Linked DNA regions of Sus scrofa: all the other regions are linked to region 3. A link is a contact called in public targeted proximity ligation data. All regions are on one chromosome and are shown on one strand. The core of a region is the stretch at or near the end of the contact, and the rest is flanking DNA. Distances in the headings are between cores, read along the strand shown. Region 1 overlaps TTC7A (tetratricopeptide repeat protein 7A). Region 2 overlaps TTC7A (tetratricopeptide repeat protein 7A). Region 3 overlaps LOC110260018.

Region 1 (3,651 bases), core at 1,022-3,521, 190 kb after region 3:
AGCAGAGGGAGAGAGGAGATGGGCGAGAGGGGATGGGTGGAGAGAAACAGCCCATCTTAGGGGGGCCCACAGGTGGGCCACGCGGGCTCCCCTGGTCCCCTCCTTGGTCAGCAGCAGGCAAGGGGGCAGATTTTCCAAAGCACTTCATTCATCTCATCCAGTCTTTGCAACCACCAGCGTCACACTCCTGGGTACCAACGCAATGCCTGGAACGTAAAAGGCACTTAAGAAATCATCATGGGAGGTCCTGCTGTGGCTCAGCGGTTAACGAATCTGCCTAGCATCCATGAGGACACAGGTTTGATCCCTGACCTTGCTCAGTGGGTTAAGGATCTGGCATTGCTGTGGCTATGATGTAGGCTGGCAGGTATAGCTTTGATTAGACTCCTAGCCTGGGAATCTCCATATGCTGTGGGTGTGGCCCTAAAAAAAAAAAAAAAAAGAAAGAAAGAAAGACATCATCATGGAATAAACAAACCCTCATTTTCCAGTGGGAAAATCCGAGCCTGCAAGATGCTGCCTTCTCCGGCCATCACTCACCCAAGGGGAGAGGTGCCCTCCCCACAGGCACCAAGGGGCTCAGAGTTTACTCCCTTTTAACTAACCAGACCCTCAAGAAAGACAGTGTGTGTTTTCCAACCTGGCACAGTTACCCCTTCCTTTCCTGGCCATTTGACCTCCAGGATCCCACTGACTTAGCCTTTACAAAGTGCCTACTGTATACCAAGAGCCTGGATACTGTATACCAAGTGTCCTGTTCTCAGCAGGCTTTCAATTAATTCAGGGGGAATGAATTAAGAGACCAAACGAGTGAATGAATAGCTCATTCACAGCCCTGCACAGTCTATAAAATTAGCCATGCTCTTGATTTATCCAAGAGCTTGGTAAAATGTTTTGCATACAGTAGGTGCACAACCAATGTTTTGTGGAATGCGGGATTTGGTTGCATTTGAAACAGAGAAGGAAAAAGTGTGTGGAATTTTTCATTGAATGGAACCTAAACAGACTCTGGCACGTACAACCCTGGCCAGAAGCCCCCATCTCAGGGCTGGCACTGCTCATTGTGTATGAGAGGTTTCCAGCCAAAGGCCCAGAAACGCACAGCCAGTTGGCAGATCCCAACGGCTGGAGGGCTGAGTCAGGAGACAAGCTCAGGTGAAGTTCAAACGGTTAGCAAGTTCGTCCCTCCTGCTACAGACCCGCATCATCAGTTCAAAACCTAAAGCTCTCCTCTTTACTCGCAGCCGCAGAAAGAGGCGGTGACATTTCTTTTGCAGGGCCCTGAGGACGTACAGGCAAGGGGACCTTTCTAGTGAGGTGGGGGCGGTACGGGCAATGAAGGCTGTGCATTGAGAGGCTAGAAGGATGCTTTCTTCGATGGGCCTCCAAAGTCTCCCTGTGCCCAAAGCCTGACAGGGACCACCAGACTCTCCTGGGCTTCGCTGCTGGGTGATTCTGGTCCCTGAATGCCCCTTCAAGCAGTCTGTCTCCTGCCCTCCCCCCGGTCCCCCCCCAACTGCTGATACTGGGTGGTTGCTGAGAATAAAAATTACTGCTGACTGAACACACCCCTCAGGGGGTCACACCCAACAGCAGGCTGGGCCGTCTAAGGTGCCCCCTCCACACACACACACACACAGCAGAAAGGAAAAGTGTTTTCATAAAGCTGCACACCCTGCCAAGCCCTGGGGAACTCCCTCAGAAAACACACACTCCCTTCTCTATTGTTTGGTTTTGGTACAATGAGCACCTACTGCTTTAGTAATTAAAAAAGAATTTTTATTTTTAAAGAACATGCACAAAACACACAGCCCACCTAGTTCAACACACTTGGCTCAAGCTCACTCCCGGCCCTGAGCCAACCATGGGTTCTGCAGGTCCAGGGAGAAGCAAAGGGAAAAAACCACCCCAAAGACAGATGGCCCCTTGCCCGTTCTAGGGGAGAGAGCCAAGCCGGCTCAGGCTCACGTTCTTTTCTTGGGAAATGCCCGGAGCCTTGGTCCTAGGGAGGTCGGGTCACCAAGAGCTTTGCTGGCATTGCATCGCTGCCAGCCTCTCGTGCTGCGTCACCCCCACAGCTGCATCATGTGAAAGAGAACCAAGCCTCTCCTACAGCCAGGACCCTGAGCCCAGCTGCCACTGCCACCGCCCCCAACTCCCCCCACCCCTGTCTCCTCTCCCAACAGAAAGGTGCCTCCTCCAACAGACAGGTGCGGTAGCTGGCAACCGCAGAACTGCCTGGGGTGAGGCTCAACCAGAGTCCATGGCTGCCCTCTGGTGGCGGCGAGGGGAAGTGGACCCCAGGTATCCCGGGTCCCTGCCTTTGGGGAGGGGCCTCCCAACTCCTGACGGTCAGGAAGTACTTGCAATCCCAGGTCAGTTAGGGACCCTGCCATCAGCCACAGAGCAAGCGGCAGGAGTTGTCTGAGGGAATGAACTACTGGATCAAGAGGACAAGGTCCTTGGAAAAAATGAATGTCCCTCAGACAGTGAATGAGTAAGTGGCAGCCAGGTCTCACTGAAGCCCAGAATTAAAGGAGCAGCAGTGCCCGGAGGCCGAGCAAACATCACCACATAGTGCAGGGCAGAACACCACACCCTTTAAATTATGTCAAACCTCAACTGCAGGGACCTTGGGAGCAGGCCCTGCTTGTGGCCATCTGGCCCCTGGGGCTGAGTGCCCCACACTCAGAAGGAGCTCCTCCGGCCCCTCTGGGGACTGGGTCCACCCCCTGCCCACGGGGGGAATGAGCTCAAGCCCTCAGACTCTAGCCCAGAAACAGGTCCCCCCATCTCCTCCTGTCCCTTAAGCCGTCAGGGACCTCTTCTACGGCCCAGCAACGCCCAAGCCCGGGGGTGGGAGGAGGCCCACTGCACCAGCCCCCAGGATGAACTGTCTCCTTAGATCCAGCCTGTCCCAGGCAGCAGCAGGACCCCACCTCTCTGCCCTCTCTTCCTCTGGCACAGAGCGCTGGCTCCTATGCAGTCAGCGCCCCACTGGGATGTGAGCCCCTTAAGGAAGGTTGGTCATCATCCTGCCCTGGGATGGGGCGGGGGCCTGGGACGTGAAGGGCTGGGCTCTTCCCACCCCACACACCCCCTCCAAATGCATGCACACACACACACACACACACACACACACACGTGCTGGGCCATGAGCTCTCTGAACACAGAGAAGGGTTTCTGCCCCTTCCCAAACACCTCAAGAGCCCAGGTAAGAGAGGGTGAATTTAACCAGCAGAAGTGGCTCTGGAGCCCTTGAAAAGACTTCAGAGCTGCCCTAGCAAACGTGACCCATATCAAGTGTCTGCGGACCAATCTCACCCTGACCTCCTGCCTCTCGTACCTTGGGCTCAGACAGAGGTTCTCAGGTTGGGGTGATTTTACCCCTGGACCCCACCCTAGGACCTATCTCAATGGAGACATTTAGTTGTCACACTCAGGGCCGGGGGAATCTGCTAACTTCTAGGGGATAGAGGCCAGGGATGTCGTTAAAACCTACAATCTATAGGACAGGCCCCCACAATGAAGGGTATCAGCTCGAAATATCAACAGTGCTGAGGCTGAAAAATCCTGGGCTGGAGATCGTGGAAACGAAGCCAACTAGTAACCATGAGGTTGTGGGTTCGTCCCTGGCCTCGATCAGTGAGT
Region 2 (3,535 bases), core at 40-2,539, 130 kb after region 3:
GCCCCAGCCAGGGGCTGAGGCTGGAGGACCCAGGGGAAAGCATGGGTGGGCCTGGTACCCGCCTCCCCTTCCCCTCTCTTCTCCCAGGCCCTGCCCTGCCTGCAATCCTGAGCTGGGATCAGTCTGCTAATTATTTGTCAAAGGATGGAGCCTTGGAGCGATTCTCATTGGAGGCAAAGACAAATCATTTCTTTGCATTGCTGTGAGGACGCAATAGCTTAGGGTGGGCTTCCTCAGATTGGGGTGAACATGAGCCTTTCCAAAAAAATTTTTTTTCTTTTAAAAAGAATTATTTTGTAAACGGGGGATATTTTTGTGACAACAGTTCTGGCTAAGCAAGCACTATCATCGTGTCCATTGCTCTCACCCAAGGCCTCCAGTCATCTTCCCGTGTGCCCCCCCCCCCCGCCCCAGCCCCACTGCTCACCCCAGCACCCAACTCTTGGTGGCAGGGGGATGCTGGCAGAGCTGAGCTGGCTGCAGGGAAGGACAGGGGTTGTGTGGGTGGCAAGCACGACGGGTCCACATTTTTCACTTTCATGTTCCTTAAAAGAAGTTCCCTATACATTTGACGCAGCACGGGCAAGAAACACTTGAACACCAGAACTGCTGTGAACCTGAGGGAGTCACTCCCCGTCAAACAGGAGGACATTGTGCTGAAACAGGGCCTTTGGCATCAGGCAACATGGGTCCCCTTCCCGGCCCTGCTGTCTCCTAGCAGGTGCCTTTGCCTCTCTGAACTCAATTGGCTGTTGAACAGGGGCCACAATGGTGCCACCAGGAAGGCTGTTAGGAGGACTAAGGGCAACAGAAACTTTAAAGGCAGCCACCCCCGGTGCCTGGCCACCCCCTGAGCAAGGTCAGTGGGCATCCTGAGATGGTTCCATCATTACCAGTCTTCCCTCCCAGACCCTGCGCTCGGTCAGGGACCATGTCTTTCTTTCTTTCTCTTCTTTTTTTTTTTTTTTCTTTTTTTTTGTCTTTTTGCCATTTCTTGGGCTGCTCCTGCGGCATATGGAGGTTCCCAGGCTAGGGGTCGAGTCGGAGCTGTAGCCGCCGGCCTACACCAGAGCCACAGCAATGCAGGATCTGAGCCACGTCTGCGACCTACACCACAGCTCACGGCAATGCTGGATCCTTAACCCACTGAGCAAGGCCAGGGATCAAACCCGCAACCTCATGGTTCCTAGTCGGATTTGCTGAGCCACGACGGGAACTCCAGGGACCGTGTCTTTCTTATCTTTGAATCCCCAGCGTCTCACCCAATGTCACTCAACAAGTCTTTGTTGGGTAACAGAAGAAGGAAGTTGAGTCACAAGGATTCACTGAGGCTGGGAAAGCTGCAGGGGCCCCAGGACCAGGACCCGAGGAAGCAAAGCTGAAAAGCAGCCTGCGGGAACTCACCCCTCTCCCGGGTCCCACTGCCCCATCGGTGCATTCCCAGGTCCCCCGGCCCCGGCTCCTGGCCATGGCAGGAGCCCCGCCAAAGAGGGGGAGAGGGTGGCAGCAGGTAGGGTGAATACACAAAAGGGGCAATTATCTCTTTAAAGGACAGTAATTACTAATTCCAGCTGATGGCTGTGCTGCGTTATTTTAATGAAGAGTTCTATTTTTATAGAAAACACATAATTGAGTGGAAAAAGCAGGCTATTCTCTGAGTCAGGCAGCCACGCCTCTGGAAAGTAACTCCTCAGCCAGGAGGCCAGAGCCTGTGCACCGCCTGGAGCTCTACAGGAAGTAGGGCTCCTCTGGGAAACCAGGGCCCAAGTCGGCCGACCCAAGTTCAAATCCCAGCTTCCCTGCTAGTTATGGGACCCCACCCCCTCACCCTCATGCTGGGCAGTCATTTTGCCTTAGAGCTTGAGCTTCATAGCTATAAAATGGAAATGACAGGGTCGCTAAGCTCTGATGGTTGTTATGTGCAAATAACATACATAATGGCTTCGGTCCACCTGGGTCCTCTTGTTATGACTTACTGAGCCCGTTATACACAGGTGCCTACTTATGCCCTCTGTGCCTCTGTTTCCTCACCCGGAAAGTGGGAGTAACCATTCCTACACCTCCCAACGTTCCTGTAGCGGCTCAGCGGTAATGAACCCAACTAGGATCCATGAGGACTCGGGTTCACTCCCTGGCCTTGCTCAGTGGGTTAAGGATCTGGTACTGGCGCAAGCCTCGGTGTAGGTCGCAGAGGCAGCTCAGATCCTGCATTGCTGTGGCTGTGGTGTAGGCCGGCAGCTGCAGCTCTGATTCGACTCCTGGGAACTTCCATATGCCGTGGGGGTGGCCCTGAAAAGACCAGGAAAAAAAAAAAAAGAAAGAAAAAAAGAGTTAATGCACGAAAAGTGCTTAGAGCAGTGCCTGGTGCAGAGGAACCCTGGGTGTCCCGCTGTGGTACTATTATTGAAGCGCCTGGAGTTCAAGCATATTGGGGTTGTTCAGCCAATCAGCTGGCTTGGGTTCTAGTTCCTGTTTTGCCACTTGTCAGGTGACCCTGAGATAGTTGCTAACTTTCCTGTTAAGCCCTTTCACTTTTAGAGTAGGAGGGGTATAAACACTAAATCAAACCCAAACAATAACCAAACCAGGTTAAGGGGATGTGAGAGCACTCTGAGGGCTGTAAGAAGCCGACACCCCAATGTGTCATCCCCCCTCACTCCCCAACCCCGCCACTTCCTTAGAGAACAAACAAAACGACAACCAGGGTCTCCCCGTGGGAGGGGCTACTGGTGTGCTGGGTGCCCCACCTTGGGTTTCCTGCAGGGAGGAAGGGGAGCCAGAGGATAGACCTTCTCTGCCCTGCAGGTGCCTCCATGCCCTCAGGGAAGCTCAACCACACATCCAAGGCAACTAGGAAACAGAAGAAGCATCCGATACTAAACTGGCTGCCCCACAGCATAGGAAGCTCCCAGCCAGGGATCAGATCCGATCTGAAGCCTCAAACTAAGCCACAGCTGCGACAATGCTGGATCCTTAACCCACCATGCTGGGCCAGGAATCAAACCCATGTCCCAGTGCTCCCAAGCCACTGCCAATCCTGTTGCGCCACAGCGGGAGCTCCTGAGGGGTTCAGTGTTAAGTGTAGGAGCTTCAGGGCAAAGTGGAGCCTGAGGGGAGCCTGTGAGGATGGATTTGGAAGCGAAGCCAGGTAAGGAGGGCACCCCTTGGGATCTGACCAGCAGGGACAGGGATGAAAGCCTGCAGGTGGGGCTCTGAGGTCCCTCCCCTAGCACAGGATGGGCAGTGGGGAGAAGGGGAGGAGCAGTGTCTGTGTAGGAGGCAGCCACGCCCTCGCCTCTAATCAGGCTGTAGTCACCGGGTGCTCACTCAGACCTGCAAAGCCAGGAAGTGCTCAAGGACACAGGCCTCCCAGACTCCACCAGGGCAATGAACTGATTACGCTCCCACGCACTTGCTCTTTGAGGGTGTTACTTTTTTCTTTTTTTGGTCTTATTTTTAGGGCCGCACCTGCAGCATAGGGAGGTTCCCAAAAGAGAGGTCAAATTGGAGCTGTGGCCGCCAGCCTGTGGCAGAG
Region 3 (3,428 bases), core at 827-3,326:
AGGGCTGATGTGGGCCACTGAGGGAGAGGCTTGACAGAACAGAAGGTGTGGGGTTTAGCTGGGAAGGCAGTTGCACAGAGCTGAATCGTGTACAGCAAAGGAGAGAAAATGGGTTGAGAGCCGCCCAGCCCAGTATACCGAGGCGCACACAGCAGGCTGCTACTACTCAACACAGCAGGCCACTCCTCGTTCTTCCTAGACCTGTGAAGAAAGAACAAAGGGAACTGACCTTGTGTTTCAGATGGAGCAAACTCAAGTTTCACAGTCAGCTCAGTGATGAGGGGGAAAAGCAAATATTCTCCGGTGAAGGTTGACTTAATTAGCCATTTTAATAATTCATGAGTCTTTAAAATGTTTGCCAGAAGATTCAGAGCTCAGATTCTGCTCCTGGTATTTAGCTCTGGGTTTTCTCGATCACAAATTGTGCTGCCTCATGGACCTGGAGCCTGGGAATTTGAGGTCTGGTTGGCAGACCGGGCACAGTTCTTAACCCTTTGGAGCTTAAAAATCTCTTTGAGAATCTGATGAAAGTTCTGCACCCTGGCCCTAGGAAAATTCTTATATATACAAATTTTACAGATTCCCCTGAGGTCTACCCTTGAACTCCATCTTAAGAATCTCTGATTTAGATGATCTCTAAGGATGCTAACATTCTCTTTTAACTTACCCACAAGCTACTCTGCCTATCTGTCACCTGGAAATGTGACTCTTTGGGCTTGCAGGCAAGCAGCCTCATGTGGCTGTTTTTGCAAAGTGAGAGGTGCATAATGCAATATCTGTTCATTAGGGTGAAGCAACGCTAATGCAGAAAAGAGAACTGAACGAATCAGAAGCCATGAGTCAGCTCCCTCCCCGCCACCTGCTAGCAGGCAGCCAGCTGAAGGGGGTGAGCTTCGGAGTCAGACGGCCTCAAATCCCAGCTCAGACATTTTCTGGCTGTGACGTGGGGGAGTGCCTTAACCTCTCTTAGCCTCAGTTTCCTCATTTGCAAAATGGGACCAATAAGATTTACCCTATTTCCTCCTGTTCTGAGGAGGAACTAAACCAGCCCTTTATAAACCAGCGCCTGGGCTGCGAGCTCTCAGGAAAGGGAGTTTGTCCCCCTGATTTCAGCCACAAGGATGAAGGTCGCTGTGAATTTGGGGACACTGTCTTCATAGAAGACTGGGAGAGAGGGCAGACTGAGGAGTGGCTGGGAACTGTCTGAACTCCTGCATGAGCGGTGCCTCTGCCCTCCGCTGCCCCTCAGAAGACTCCCCAAAGGGAGGCTGGGGAGGCGTCCGGGTAGCAGCCGTGGACTGGTCTGGAGCGGCTCCCGGTCTTGTCCCCTCCGCCACTGCTCAGGCATGTGGAGGCTGCAGGAAATGATGGGGGGAGATACTGGGCTTTTTCTGGCTGCAGGCCTGACTGCAGCAGAGGAGGAGGAGGAGAGAGAGCGAGAGAGAAGGGGCGGGGGTGGGGGGCGGTGGTGAGAGAGGGGCTGGCTTCTTTCTCCTGTTTCTGAGCAGACAGTCTGTGTGTGATTCAGGCACCCACCGTGAAGCTGGGGCTGGTCCTGGGGGACTGGCAGAGCCCGGCAGGATGTAGCTCCAGCTCTCAAGGACCTCGCAATGTTGACATGGAAATACGACCAGCCTGGGGAAGGGCCGCATTGCTGGATGCAGAACCTCCTGTCCAATACAGAGTCCGGGAAGGGCGGGGACAGTGAGGGCGGGATGATGGAAACAGGTTTATGCCGTGCCAGGCAATCGACAGGCACTGACTCTCACCCTGACGGTTACCCTCCAGCAGATTCGCTGTAACCCTTCACTGTGCAACGAGGAAACTGAAGCTCAGAGAGTCAGTTGCTCAATCAGAGACAGCTACGGTTATGTAGTGTCAGAGCATTCAAACCAGGGTTTCCTGCCTCTGAAATCCGTGCCCCCCCAACTCCCCAGCTAGGCTAGCTAGGCCTCCGGAGCTCTATCCCTGCAGCCTGCGAGGCCATTTGCTCTCCTGCTGCCCACAGTGCTATGCATGGAGTCCGGTCAGTAAATATTTGCCTTGTGATTGGGACGGGGAGAGTGCTCCTTTCTTGGCACCAGGCAGCTCTCGGCAGTTCACAGGCACTGTTTACCTTTCCTCCCACATTCCCCTGCGAGGAATCACCATCGCTCCCTTCCCTGCCCCACAAAGGAGGCAGAGGGGAGTGCTTGAGGTGCCTGGCTTTGACAGAGCCTGCTTCAGACCTGCCTTGTGCGGCCCCGGGTCTCCTTTGTCTTGTTTCAAGGAGCAACTTCTGCGCGGAAGTCCGAATTAAGAAAAACCTCACAGCCTTTACTAATGCCAACTTAGGAGGAATAAACATTTTGAGGCCTTCATAGACCCCGCCACCAAGAAAGACTGCGTGTGTTTGAGCTCCCGAGAGGGAAGGCACTTTGGATTTTCTGGCGAAGAGGCTTCCCAGAGACTGACAGCGGATCGGTGAGAAGTAGGTCTGCAGCCGGCAGCAGAGGGGAGGCTTCAGCCCAACTTGGGCCTCTGCCGAGCAGGAACCCTGTCGTCCTGGGGAATTTTCGGACCTGTCTCCTGACCTGATTTGCAGCCGGGGAGGTGAATGCATTACGCAAAGCTGGATGCCAAGCAGAGAGCAAAAGGAGACCCTCTCCATTCATTTCCAGCCATTGATTTGATGATGCTGATGAACTGTGATTTTTAAATGGAAAAGGCTTTGTCATCACGATTTTTCAATAAAACTCTAGCGCAGCTCTTTATTTCCTGACGAAAGCCCTAGGGATCCTTTTAACATGTCGGGTATGACATATTCCCCAGGGTCGACTTTTTATTTCATTGCCATTTTAAGGGTCTCAGAGCATGTGACTAGAATTCCCATCTAAATAATAGATTTCTGGATGGTAAAAAGCTTGTATAATTACTTACACTTAGTAAAGTCCCTTTGGATGGTAAAAAAACAGCATAATAATTTTTCTTGCTGTGACTTGACAATATGAATTGGTTTTGTATAAAGACCAGGAGCTCACTGGATTGAATTTAGGAGATTGGTAAAACAAATTTGACTTCAGTGGGTTTGAATGATGACAATGTAATAAACATATAAAGGCTAGGAAGCTAATTTATCATGGCTTTCAGTTTTATTTATTTGCAACTCGGTCATTGTTGGTATAAACAGTCTCTATTAAACATTATGGATTCAATTTCCAAATGACCCGTGAATGGCTTTCTACAGAGAGATTACTTGATTTGTTGTTTTCCTGAATAAAACATACTTTTTGCTCAGTAGGGTTATACAGCCCATATATTAGCCTTAGAAGATTATATGCTGCTGAGCCTGGCATCTCTGATGTGCAAGGTTTGATTTGTTCTCTGATCTATTTGTCTTCACTCTCTTTAATACACTGAGATGGAATGCATAACCTCTTAAGACCTGC

The links.
Region 1: a contact with region 3 is called in a targeted proximity ligation map of alveolar macrophages. A contact is called at or near these places in 2 of 47 Hi-C or Micro-C datasets (brain and liver) and 2 of 2 datasets of targeted methods (alveolar macrophages and skeletal muscle).
Region 2: a contact with region 3 is called in a targeted proximity ligation map of alveolar macrophages. A contact is called at or near these places in 1 of 47 Hi-C or Micro-C datasets (liver) and 2 of 2 datasets of targeted methods (alveolar macrophages and skeletal muscle).

The regions. Positions count from the first base shown.
Region 1 is chr3:93,540,225-93,543,875 of Sscrofa11.1, forward strand. The region is part of intron 5 of TTC7A (tetratricopeptide repeat protein 7A); the gene reads right to left. Among named protein-coding and RNA genes, the nearest start is that of TTC7A, 50 kb to the right of the region's middle.
Region 2 is chr3:93,490,967-93,494,501 of Sscrofa11.1, forward strand. The region is part of intron 15 of TTC7A (tetratricopeptide repeat protein 7A); the gene reads right to left. Among named protein-coding and RNA genes, the nearest start is that of TTC7A, 99 kb to the right of the region's middle.
Region 3 is chr3:93,355,190-93,358,617 of Sscrofa11.1, forward strand. LOC110260018 reads left to right here. Exons shown (of 3, transcript XM_021087545.1): 3 at 1,529-2,766. The coding sequence ends at 1,587. Among named protein-coding and RNA genes, the nearest start is that of CALM2, 15 kb to the right of the region's middle.